Linked DNA regions of Mus musculus: all the other regions are linked to region 1. A link is a contact called in public Hi-C data. All regions are on one chromosome and are shown on one strand. Each heading gives the region's core, a stretch centred on a gene start, on an enhancer-like site or on the middle of the called end of the contact. The rest is flanking DNA. Distances are from core to core; before and after follow the strand shown.

The links. A called contact is a pair of places that touch in the nucleus more often than the background predicts.
Region 2: a Hi-C map of adipose-derived mesenchymal stem cells shows a contact between it and region 1, with 1.6 times the contacts expected there. The contact joins the enhancer-like site here to the promoter of Atxn7l3b in region 1. A contact is called at or near these places in 1 of 15 datasets of contacts at CTCF or cohesin (the NIH/3T3 cell line), 5 of 484 Hi-C or Micro-C datasets (the HL-1 cell line, adipose-derived mesenchymal stem cells, embryonic stem cells and 1 more), 7 of 115 datasets of contacts at active chromatin or transcription factors (the SCID.adh cell line, embryonic stem cells, extraembryonic endoderm stem cells and 2 more) and 1 of 9 other capture datasets (adipose tissue).
Region 3: a Hi-C map of the G1E-ER4 cell line shows a contact between it and region 1, with 1.7 times the contacts expected there. The contact joins the enhancer-like site here to the promoter of Atxn7l3b in region 1. A contact is called at or near these places in 1 of 39 promoter capture datasets (macrophages), 1 of 15 datasets of contacts at CTCF or cohesin (the NIH/3T3 cell line), 6 of 484 Hi-C or Micro-C datasets (the G1E-ER4 cell line, granulosa cells, liver and 1 more), 4 of 115 datasets of contacts at active chromatin or transcription factors (embryonic stem cells, intestinal crypt epithelium and intestinal villus epithelium) and 1 of 9 other capture datasets (pancreatic islet).

What each region holds. Positions count from the first base shown.
Region 1 is chr10:112,927,136-112,931,383 of GRCm38.p6, forward strand. Atxn7l3b (ataxin 7-like 3B) reads right to left here and starts at 1,891. Exons shown (of 1, transcript NM_001033474.2): 1 at 1-1,891. The coding sequence starts at 1,587. The coding sequence ends at 1,294.
Region 2 is chr10:112,882,479-112,886,726 of GRCm38.p6, forward strand. No RefSeq gene overlaps it. Among named protein-coding and RNA genes, the nearest start is that of Atxn7l3b, 44 kb to the right of the region's middle. Within about 2 kb of position 2,158, at least 63 of the 459 cell types and tissues checked have an H3K27ac peak or open chromatin away from gene starts, as enhancers often do. A contact at or near this core is called in the HL-1 cell line, the NIH/3T3 cell line, adipose-derived mesenchymal stem cells and 1 more, where this site is marked.
Region 3 is chr10:112,965,333-112,969,580 of GRCm38.p6, forward strand. No RefSeq gene overlaps it. Among named protein-coding and RNA genes, the nearest start is that of Gm22507, 36 kb to the left of the region's middle. Within about 2 kb of position 2,184, at least 6 of the 459 cell types and tissues checked have an H3K27ac peak or open chromatin away from gene starts, as enhancers often do. A contact at or near this core is called in the G1E-ER4 cell line and intestinal villus epithelium, where this site is marked.

The sequences.
Region 1 (4,248 bases), core at 641-3,140:
TACTTCTAACCCTGCCTCCAACTTTCCATCAAGAAATATACAGCCCCTGCTGGAAGGAGGTTCTGAGGACCAAGTGATGAACTGCTGTTTGTGAGGGCAGAGAAGGTGGAGACAGTCTCAATCAGCACAGCAGAGGTCTGACTGCCCAGTTGATGAAGGAATTCTGCAACCATACCAGGTAAACCAGGCCTGTTTCAGGGCTCTTAGCATTAAACTCATTCACATTATTGAAGGCAGATGGAAAAAAGTTCCCTCCTGGCTCAATTTTTAAACAGCCTCCTGCTCTGCCATGATGTCCTTCTGTAGGTCAGTGGTACCACTGGAGGGCAGCGACCTGTCATAATGATCAAGTCAGACCCATGGGCTGGTTACATCACCAGTAACTCAAAAGTAGGAAAAAACCGTCCCACCAAACTTATGTCCGCAGTATGTAATTCAAGACATGAGTCTTCCAGTTGGACATGATGTGCAGTCGCGGAGGTACACTTCATCCTCATAGCATCAAAAGAAAATCTTCAGCTGTTTGAAAACCACCTTGTCCTTTGCCAAACCTTTGCCACTCAGTAGGATGGAAAGACAGGTCTTCTGATGAGCCAAAGGCAAGGCCTTGTCCCCACAAAATGCTGGACCTTTGGAAAACAGGTGATTTGGAACTTCTTGAAGACAAGGGCACAAGGGCTTCCCATCGAATTCAAACGGGAATATTAATATTTTTAGTATTTAAGTCACATACCTGACTTCTATTTGTATCAAAGAGGCCCAATTGGAGGCTTAGAAATCAGAGGAGCAGTCCACCGAAGCTGACTGATCAGGGCCTGACCATCAACACCATCTAAAACTTCGAAGGAGGCCCATGACATCAGGCAGATGCAGAATCTGAGAAACAAATAGAATTGTATAGGCTGGGTACACAGCTGCTCACCTGTGTACCGAGGACAGTTCAGGGTCCTTGCACATCCACATGTATTTTATACAGCTCAAAATACAGCACGACGCCTCTGGACCTTCTTCTGCCCAGGATTTCAGAGCTGGCATGGGAGACCCTTTCAAATGGACCGGGATTCCTAAATTCTCCTCTTTGGGTGTTTTGTTCGTTTTACGCCTTCTCGGTTTTTTTTTTTTTTGTATTTTAATGCTAAGATCTTGAAGGGGGGTAAATGGGACTTTTGTTTGCTTTTCCTTTATTTGTTGATTTAATTTTTTTTCTCTCCAACTTAGCTTATTCCTCCAAAGCCACGGGGACCAGTCTCTATTATTGTCCTGGTCACTGTGTCGCCCTCTCTCAGGTGGTGACTACTGGAATTCCGGAGGTGAACGCTGCAGCTCCGTCTGGGGCCCGTCCCCGGGATCCCCAGGAAGGGAGCAGAGCGGGAGGCGGCACGCGCCTTTGTCCTCCACTGGCTGGATGCCGAAATCCTTCACGCTCCCAGTGTCTGCAAACTCCAGGTAGAAGTAGCCACACTTGACCGCCCGGTGCACCTCAAAGCAGAAGCCCAGGCAGGAATCCTCTATCAGGTCTACATAGATCTCCTGGGCGATGGCCTCCAGCTTGTTAGTATCCAGGTTGGCCAACGAAATCTCCTCCATCTTAACCGGCAAGCGACCGTGCGGAGGGCGCTGGCTTTACTCACGGCACACTCGGGCTCCGCTAGGCCTGCAAGGCCTCTCCGGGCCTCGTCCTCCGGGACGGCAACGGCGACGACGGCGGCGTCCGCGGCGACAGCAACCGCCGCTCCGGAGCCCCAACGCTCGCTCGGCTGCGACGATCACCCAAGTTCGGGATTCTGAGCTGCACCCGAGCCCGGCTCGCCGCGAAAACCGTCTCGGCGCCTCACCCAGCCGTTCGGGCCTCTTCCTCTCGCTGACAGTCTGGGCCCGCCCCCCCACTTCCGCCCGGTGCTGCGCCTGCGCACTGGCTCCGCGCGGAGGCTGGGCTTGGGCTCGGGCTCTGGCGCAGTTCGCTGGCCTGGGAGCACTGTTGGTCTGTGCGAGCCAGTGGCGACAACTGGCATTCCTGCCTGTGTCTTTTTCTCTCTCCCGGTTCATAAAATGTTATCGACGATGCTATGGTATTTTGTTTAGGGCTTTAAACGTTCACTAATGCGTTCACCTGTGTTTCAATGATTTCTTACGTAAAAGGAGGAATAATAATTACTTGTCCAGTTGTGTAATCAATCGAATAATGATTTCAGGCATGTTTATCCACATACGACTGAAAATTTGACGTACAGGATTGGCTTGCAGTAATTTACAGTACTGCCGCAGTTGTCATTTAAATCCACTAGATGATGCAAGGAAACAAATTGCCCTATAGTTTATCTTTGAGGCTTTCTTTGAATGAAAACAACTAGAATCCTGACACTAAAGGCATAATTCAAATATATTGATCAAATAAACCTAAGGCATTTATCTCACTTATAAGACCATTAAGTCAGCGTGACTGTAAAGAAATGATTATATACGTCTCCAAATGTGCTACAAGATAAAAATGATGTGCGCTTAGTTTGGGGGAGGCAAAGAGGAGGGGGAAGACTTTCCTAAAGTTACACTGCTTTCACTGTGAGAACTGGAACCGTCCCACCAAATCCTCTGCAGCCAGCTCCTAACAACTTTTCTCATTTGACTCAAGCAAGTCCTTATTCTGTCACTGATAAAACACACTACTAACCACAATGGATCAGAAGATGCTAGCTAGCTATTCCTAAAAAGATTAGTTGTGAATTCAAACATAAGGAAATCACTGTATTCTTTCTTTACTTTTTTCTTTCTTGTTCATTATTTGATCCTCCTCTGCAACTGCTCTACTTTTGCAATTTATCAGAAAGAACTGTGGCTAAGGAAAAACTCAAATCCTCCTTTATAGCTTTCTTATGCAAGATTTCCAGATTAGAGAAAAGCATAAGATGATCATATTTTCCTCAGTACAGAATTACCTTACACTGATTGATTTAGAGTGCAAACTATTTGTAAACAACTGTATTTTCTAGTTGTCTATTTAATTAATTTAGATCTCACAAATTGGCAGATACAAATCATTTAGCTTATGCTACTTAATTTTTTTCTGCCCAGAGTTCTTTTTTTTTAATTTAAAAAAAGACAGAACTTTAAAAAAATTGGACTTTTGTATAATCTAGATGTTCTAGATTCAAAAAATTAACGTATTGACACATTGTGGGATCTGGACATACAATAAACCATGTAATGTTTAAGAGTACATGTTACTGAATCAGACTGCCTCCTACAGTAGATGCCTATGCGAATCTTGTATTGGGATCTGTTTTCTTGACATTTCAGGAATAGGTGTCATCACATAGTTTTGTAGTGAGACACATAGCAATACGTATAAGAATTTTCACATGGTGCTTGCATGATGTATACAGTGGTACAGACTGCCTAGTTAGATAAAGAAAATATAGTTAGGACTTCAAGCATCTTTGCTTTAAACTCTTTCCTCTTCAAACTAAGTGTAAAACTCTACTTTCCAGGTCTAGTACAAATTCAGAGACATTTGTGAAGTTTAGACTTTTTTCTGCAGGTCTTGGTTTGGGTCTGACTGTCTAGCTTCATGTCTAGCATGCTTTGACATTTGCTGGTGCTAACACATTTATTGCCAAACAAAAGTTCTTATTAACAGACAACTGTCCTTTGTCATTATCGATGTATAATTTGTTCATGCCAGGTCATTGAAAAATCTTTGTTCCCTTAATTTGACAAAACAAATAGGAGATTGTTTTTCTTAATCTTATACTGTGGGAGTTGGAAACTGTCTTGTATTTATCTAATACATTTAGTACAGTTCAATAAAAATTATTTCAAAGTATATGTGCTTTTATGTTCATAGAAATTCAAATAATGATAATTCTATTTACTCTGACTAAACAGTATTGTTTTGAAAATCTGTAGTCTAACTCCCATTTTGTCTTCTATTTGTATCACTAAATTGTCTTAATATGAATTGAAATATACTGGAGATTTCATTTATTTTTCTAAAAAATAAATGAGAAATTTATTGGTGATCTTAATGGAGTGTTGAATGTACTATATTTATTAATATTTAGTTCATTTTCTAAGTGCAATGCAGATAATATGGAGTACTTCATCATAAGTGGCCTTAAAGTATATGCATTAAAATAAGTAGTGCGCCAAAGGAATACCATCATTTTTCAACTATCTTTGACTTTTTTTTCTCCCCCTTAAACAATGTGTGCAATGGGAGAAGCCACTCTTTTAAAGAGGAAAACATTTGCA
Region 2 (4,248 bases), core at 908-3,407, 44 kb before region 1:
AACTTCCTTCTCCAACCTACACAATTTTTTTATTAGTATCTGAATATTTTATTAAAAATGTTGAAACGATATTTCACATTAATACATATTTTTCTCATCCAGTGCTTATATCTGTGTTAGACAGGACTTTCTTAAGGTGCTGGTGTTGAGAATAACATATGATGAATACATATAATTAAATATGAAAAATACAACATAATACATTTAAAAGTTTTTTACAGAGCCTGTTTTAGACAGAATATAGCTTCTTTTTTGAACAAAAATTTTGTACCTGTGGGTTAATAATAATTATAATCAAAAGTACTTTCATTCTAATAATATATTCTGATATAATACTTTATATAAACCATCACAAAATATGATACTCATGAAGATAAAAATCAAGTTACACAAGAATCACTCTGATTTTCATAAATAGAAATTGATCCTACACAGCTCAACACAGTTCTCATGGCGGGGCTGAGAACCCTGGCTCAGCTGGTGTTCCTGGACCAAATCCAGAGGCTCTCAGCTTCTTGACCAAAGTCCCTGCACAAACCTTCTCAGACGTTTTGACTCAAAGGAGCTAAGGGAAATTTCTGTCCGCTATTGCAGTCATTTTAAAGTACTAATTAACTTCTTAATTTGTGGATTATTATTTGACATCACTAGGTGACTCACATTCCTATTTGTGAAAAACAAATACTCTTACATTGCTTGCTTGACTCAGCTACATTTATTGCTTCAGGGTTGTCCCAAGGACAAAATTCTGTGGCTCTGGATTCTTAGATAAGCAAACTGCTTAGACAGGTTTCATAATTTGCATAAGGCTATGGAGCAGTAACAAGGTTAAGACAGCAACCCGCAAAGTCACGAGGCTTGATTTGTGCCTTGTCTTTAGGGTAATAATCCACTTAGAGTCAAGCAGCTCTCTACTCCCCCCTTTCTGGAGCTGTATTTAAATCTCCCTTTTTGGTCCACATTTTTAAAGGATGCCTTAAGATCAGAACTGAATTAAGTAAATGTTTGGTTTCAGACTCCTTACTATGCATATTTTACATACCAAAGTCAGAATCCTCTGCCCTCCAGATTCTTTCAGCATTCCTCAGTCCTTACACAGCAAATCCTGCCTCCAACCCTAAATTTTCCAACCCAGCCGCTGGGCTGCCTTCCCCCTAGAAAGCTCTTCCCTGTGTAATCCAGACTAATCTCTCTCTGAGTCAGTCTCTCTCCCCCTCCCTCCCTCCCTCCCTCCCTCCCCCCCCCTCTCTCTCCCTCCCTCCCCCTCCCATCTGTCTCCCTCCCCTATCTTCCCCTTCCTTTCCCCAAGGCCTTGGTCCTTGGGGCCAAGGAACTCGGCTACCAATAAACCTGCCATTAATATAATCTAAAGTGGTTTGAACTGGCTCATTTCATAGGCAGCGGAGAAACAACCTATCAGAAAACAGATCTGTTTTCAGTGGCTTGGGATTTCCTCTTACAGCCGAAAATATCCATCTTTATTCTAACCTGCTCATCATCTTTCTCAAGTTCCAAGTTTATTTATCACATGCCAAGCATCTCCCTTTTAGCTATCAAAGAATTGAAAATGACATAGTCCCTTTCTCCAAAGGTTAAACAGCATATGTCATTTCCCAAATAAAGTAATGAGGCAGACAAGGTAAATTGCTGCGGCAGCGGGAGCAACGAGATCTGGTAGCTGATAGGGGAAGTTTTTAGTAGTGATATTGATGGTACTGTCTGTCCAATTTATTCTTTGTCAGAAATGACAAAAGGGAATAGCCTCACAGCGAGCCACTGGACCATCCCAAGCGTCCACGGTATGTAAGCTGATCAACACGCCCCTGGGTATCAGGGGACAGTTTACTGTCTACTGGATTCTTTGATACTTTGTTTCGCTCTTCCTTGTTTAATAAGAAGTTGTTTTTTAAAAACCCATTCAAATTTCGGATGATGCTAATTTATAAACATTATTTCATGAAGATTTGGCTTGTCTGCTGTTTACTTAAGATGCTTAAAATTTCATTTGAAATTTGAGGAAAACAGTTTTCTTTCATTTTTTAAAAACACTGTGTCTCTCTTAAAAAAAAAGTTTTGTTTTGTTTTGACTATTTATGAAACAGGGTAGCCCTGGTTTGGCCATGAGATTGCTATGTAGGTCAGGCTGTCCTTCAAGTTACAGCAATCCTCCTGCTTTCTCTTTCCCATCAGGAAGGACCAGCTTAGTGCACAATGCATGAGAATCCATCTTCGCATTTCACTTGGAGTCATAATTTGAAAACATTACCTTTAGGCAAGTATCAGTTTAAAAACAATTGAGCTGCCAGGCAGCGGTGGCACACACCTTTAGTCCCAGCACTTGGGAGGCAGAGGCAGGCAGATTTCTGAGTTCGAGGGCAACCTGGTCTACAAAGTGAGTTCCAAGACAGCCAGGGCTACACAGAGAAATCCTGTCTCAGAAAAAAAAATCAAAACCAAACCAAACCAACAACAAACAATTGAGCCAAAAGCAATGCTATAAATGAATGAATCTGTCAAAGTGAAGCTTGCTACTTTACATGCTAACTAAAATATTAATTACAAATTTTTAAAGACATAAAGGCAAAACACCCCCACCCCGCACTTCTGTCCATCCCCCACCTTCCTGTATTTAGGAATCTAGTTGAGAGAACTTTAGTTCTAGGGAAGTAAGCTGACTGATTATATATACTGTTCTGTACTTAGTCTTTTGAAGCCTTTAAGGAAACATTAGTGAAAGTATATGTGAAAATACTTGAGAAAATATAAGAAGGAAAAAAAAAAGAAATTAAAGTCAAATTCCTGATAAGCTTGTATGCAGCTGTAAGTTTAAGTTCAGGGAATCATGACGTCTCATTTGAAGACAGAAAATATCCTCCTTTGAAAATGCAAGGTACGTTTCCTTCTGTAGAGTTTAATAAACTGATATAAATCAGTATCTTCGAGTTCTACCTAGAATTGGAAAGCAAAATTATCTTTCTGACCAAAACAGTGACACATAATTACTCATTCTCCAAAGAAGCCATTTAAAGGCACAGCATTTTCGGGTGCACACTTGCCTAAACGTGACGTCCATCTTGAAGGGGGTGATTTAATGAGGCCAATTCTGTCATTCTCTCGGATTTAATGAAAGGGACAGGTAGTGAGACACTCATCCCTGAATAGAGTGCGCCCACGTATTCATACAATGCCCACAAAAGTATGAGATTGTGACTTTCACTGACTCAAAGGCATTGGCCAGCAACTTACATATTCCTCACCTTAAACTGTAGAATTTACCCAAAATGGTGATAGCATCTTTTTCACTCATTCTTCCATGGACCAGACAAGTATAGGTGTTGCTTTAAAAAAAAAGAAAAAGAAAAGAAAAAAGAAAAAGATTCATTAGCCTAAATGAAAAGTCTATAAAGAAGAGGGGATGCCGATATGATACGGGGGTGACATTTTGCGCTGCATACCTGACTGAGGATATGAACATTTGTTTCCTGTATTTGAGAGGAGGAAACTCTTCCCAGTTCTACCTACAGCGGCTCCTCACAGCTCTGTTTCCTCACCATAATACTCTGTACATCATTCTCAGTCTAGATAAGGTCTTCTAATAGGATGCTTTGGAACCTAGACCACAGCTGTACCATTCCCAGAAATGAGGACATGCACTCCTATCTTTCAACGTTAATATTAACAAAGGAAAAACTTGCGATGATTCAGCAGAATCATTATTATGCAAACAATGAAGCATCATACACATTTATCATCCAGTACTCTGGGAACAAGGAAGGAAGATGGTCTGAGTTCATCTGGGGGTGCATGGTAAGATGATATCTTAAACTACTACTGTGCTGGCTGGTTCTTTTGTTTGTTTGTTTGGTTGGTTTGCCAACTTTACACAAACGAGGGTCTAAGAAGAGCAAACCTCACTTGAGAAAATATCTCCATCATGTTAGCATGTAGAAAAGTCCACGAGGTATTTTCCTAATCACTTATTTATGTGGGAAGGCCCAGCCCAATATGAGTGGTGCCATCCCTAGACAGGAAGCCCCTGATTGTATAAAGAAGTAAACTGAGCAAGGTATGAGGACCAAGCCTTCATTGTTCTGCTTCTATTTTTAAAATGGCTCGGGTTTTAATAGCTAGGCATTAACAAAACTGATACCTTGGAAAAGACAATGTCAAAAATATATGAGAACTTGGGGGCTGATGGTGTCTCTGCAGAACAGAATATTCGCTAAAGGAAGACCCTGAGCAGGCGAC
Region 3 (4,248 bases), core at 934-3,433, 38 kb after region 1:
GTTTGTCTTAACTATCACTGACAAATTCTGTCCTAACGTCAGTCCAAGTCCACAGTTGGCACCACACACACAGTCTGTACCATGACGAAAACCACAAACACAAACAAGACAGCCACAGAGAAGAAAAAACACCAGTATCTAAGCACACTCATTCCTCACTCTGCCAGATGTAAAACCAAGGCACGAGGTGGGACTTGAACCCACAATCTTGGAACCCTAAAACCAAGGCATGAGGTGGGACTCAAACCCACGATCTCGGAACCCTGAAACCAAGATACAAATTCACAAACCAAGACACAAATTCACAAACCAAGACACAAATTCAGTGGTGCCACACTTAGACAACAGACAACATGTAAGACGCACACAAACAAACGTACCTACAAGGGGTCTTTTGGGGTTCCTGGGTGTTACACAGATCTCAGTGGGACCTCCAAATGAAAGATCCTAGTGGGAAAACCCCCACTCAATTCCCGTTCAGCGTGAACCCAAGAATCACGAACAGACGACCATCTTGATGTAAAAGCATGAGGTAGATTAATGATGGAGCTCCAGGCCAACACATATCTCCCGCAGGAGACAGAGGTGTCGACCCTATTTTAAAAGATCATAAGGTACTTTAAAGAACGAATGTAGATTTAATTGTAATTGATTTTTTTCTGTCATACTTTATAAATTGTGGAAAGGAAAATAATTACCACACAAAAATTGTAATGCTCTAAAAAATAGATATAAACACCTGCTTCACTATAAAGATTTTTAAAAGTACATAAGTATTTTTCAAAAAGTGTTAAATTTAGGTTAGGGCATTGGTGCAATGAATAAAGTACATGCCGCATGTATATGGAGACCAAGGTGTGGAACCTTACCTCTCATATAACTGCTGGGTATAGGTGGCAAATTACTTGTATTTCCAGTGTCTTGAAGGGAAGAGAAGCTAGCAAGAGAAAGCTGGCTAGCTAGGTTGGCCCATATGGCTGAGCATATAATAAACAAACAAATAAAGTGGAGAGTGGTCGAGAACAGTTGCTTTGTCAACATGGAACCTCAATATCCACATCCACATGCAAAATGGATCTGCACATATGTGTACACATGCATTAAAGCATCCATCATTCACAGACACGCACATCCCAAGGACATGCATATAAAGATCAACAGTTTTACATTCATTCCTATTTTAAAAATGACCTTTTCTCTCTGAGTATGACCATGAATATTATCTTGGAATAATTTCCCATACTGACTTGTGTGCGAGGAAACAAAGACCTTAAACTACTGGTAGTATACTAAATCATTATAATCTTTGGATAGAGTATTTGGCAAATATTTGGCAAAGACATAAACACAAAACGAAATGCATTGTCTTTAACTTTGTAGCTCCATTTCCTGTGAAATATATATTAACCTTATAAAAAAAAAAAGTAATACCATGGGTGACAAATCAAAACAAGGCAAAATAACTGTGTGAACTCTGCCTTTGGATTGCTGGATAATATTTAGCTTCAACCACCAATGCATGAAAGAAGGAAAATGGGTTATTTGATGTATTACTTTAGTACCATTGATGAAATCACATGAATATCAGAAATTAATTTTTTCCAGAGCCCCTGATACTAGAAGTGGCAGTACTTAAAGTAGTACTCCTCCCGAAGGTCTGCTGCGGAAGGCTTTGTTCCCCACATTTCTCTCTGGCATGTTGCTAGCTGGTGGTCATCTAATAGTATCTTTGTATATCCTTTCCTCTGTTGGCGTGGCTGTTGGTATTTCTTTTTCCAGAAGAATGCCAGACATAGGGCCATTTCAATAGCGTCATTGTAAGCCAATTATCTCTGTAAAAACCTTGTCTACAAATGTTGTCACATCCAATAATATTGGTTGTTAGTATTTTAATTTATGAATAGTGGTTGGGCAAATTTCAGGCTATCCTAACTTGAATTCATCCAACTTGAAAATTTTCACATCATCAGAGATATTAAGGAGAATAAAATAACACACAGGATATGGGGAAATTATTTCAAAGGACATATATGACCACGGCTCTTCTTCTTCTTTCTGTAAACTTATGCTGGGATCATGCTGTGTACTGCTCTAAGCTACTCCACACTGTGTAAGTTTGATTTCTCAGATATTGTGACTGGATAATCTCTATTTTATGAGCAGCATTTTATTTCATTTTGAAAATGAGGTGGACTTTGAACCTCCTTAGACATCTAAACCTTATCATTTGTCCAGTTCCACTGATAAGCCATAGACTGACGGATTAAAAAAAGCAAAAGTAGAAATGTTGGTTCCCTATAAATTTATTAAGTAAGTTGAGACTTGTGAGAATGGAGAAGTATTAAAAGAACACCAGGAAAAGCAGGCCTAATAACTTATCAGACACACCAGATCCAGAAAATTGCAACTGCTTCCCTTGGACCTCATAAAGAAGAGAGTCTAACACTGAGATATCAAAGGGACACGTGATCTATCATCTAACCACAAGTGAGTGTGGTTTTCTACTCCAAGGCAAAGAACTCCTGATTAGCCATGTGCTCCTCTTCAGCCCCATCCCTGGTGTGAAATCAGCCTAGTCCAATTAAAGTTTGCCTGCCCATCATTCTAGGTATATTGTCCATCTTTCCATCTACTCTTATGTCTGGGTCTTGTCCTGTCCTTAACTTATTCAGTCTCTACTGTTGGTTTGAGAGCACTTGTTAATGAGGGTGTGGAGAACAAGAAACACTCCTCCATTTCTGGTGGGAGTGCAAACTGGTACAACCACTCTGGAAATCAATCTGGAGATTCCTCAGAAAATTGGAAGTAGATCTACTTGAGGATCCAGCTATATCACTCTTGGGAATATACCCAAAAGATACCCCACCATGCCACAGGGGCACAGTTTCCACTATGTTCATAATGGCCTTGCTTGTAATAGTCAGAATCTGGAAACAACCCAGATGTCCCACAACAGAAGAATGAATACAAAAAATGTGGTTTATTTACACAATGGGATACTACTCAGCTATTAAGAATGAGGACATCCTGAATTTTGCAGACAAATCAATGGAAGTAGAAGATATCATCATTAGTGAGGTAATTCAGACCCAAAAAGACATGCATGGTATGAATTTTTCTATGTTCTTTATTTAGACTGCAGCCTAAGAGTGTGACCCAAATTTAAGGTGGATCTTTCCATTTCAAATGATTAAGAAAATTCCACACTGTTGCACCAGCTGCTTGGGTTTTAGCTAATTCCAGATATGGTCAAGTTGACATCCGTGAATAGCCATCATAATATAGAACAAGAAAAATTAGACTGTTAATTAACTTGACTGTTAGATCAAGTTGGAGAAAAGAAAGGAGGTGTGGAAGAAAAAAAAACAAGCAAAAAAAGTATCTCTTGTCTAATGTGCCAGAAAGGAGGTAAAGTTAATGGATTCCACACAAAAAAACATTTTTTTGCAAGAAACAACTGGAAAAATAAATCCCAACAAAACAATCATTTTCATCCCGAGTTGGATTCGATGTAAGATTCTATTGAGAAATGGCATTATAAATCTCACATGTGGCATGTATACTTTTATATGTCATAATATTCTACAAAAGCTAAATCCAAAGCTACTTGAATTTATCACTTCTGCTCCTAGAGAGATATTTTTTCTTTTTTCTTTCTTGTTTGCTAATCTCAGATATATGCTGAATATCTATCTTCTGTGATTTTATTGAGAAAACCCAAAAGTTATTGTCACGAATCATTGACATTTCTGCTAATGGTTACGAATCGAATGATGACTTGCATAGGACACTGTTTTTGCTAGCACTTCAAAGGTATGGAAAACACAAAAAAGAATTTAAAATTTGCATAGTTTCAATTGCCAAGCCGGTAGTCATTTTTAAAGTGGATATTTGTCCAGAAGGCAAGTTATTATTTTATTGGCCCAAACTGGAGTTATTTACCAGACTTACTCTATAGTTACATTTCCAAGGTTAAAGAAAAAAAAAAAGCAAAATGGGGCAATCTCTTTGTACATATTTTCAAACATCTGGCAATCCATGGTCAAGAACCATTGGGAACCAGCAGGAATACATTTGCCTAGCTGACTGTGAGCAGCTCTATTTTGCATTACCTCTCTGGGGATGGGTGGAGGAAGAAATTTGACCTTTATTTCTGGCAATGATAATGGCAGGAGGCGCTCCAGCTCATCATCCAAGTCAACTTGAGAGTAATGTATGCAAGTAATAACACTTTAATTTGTGGCTCTG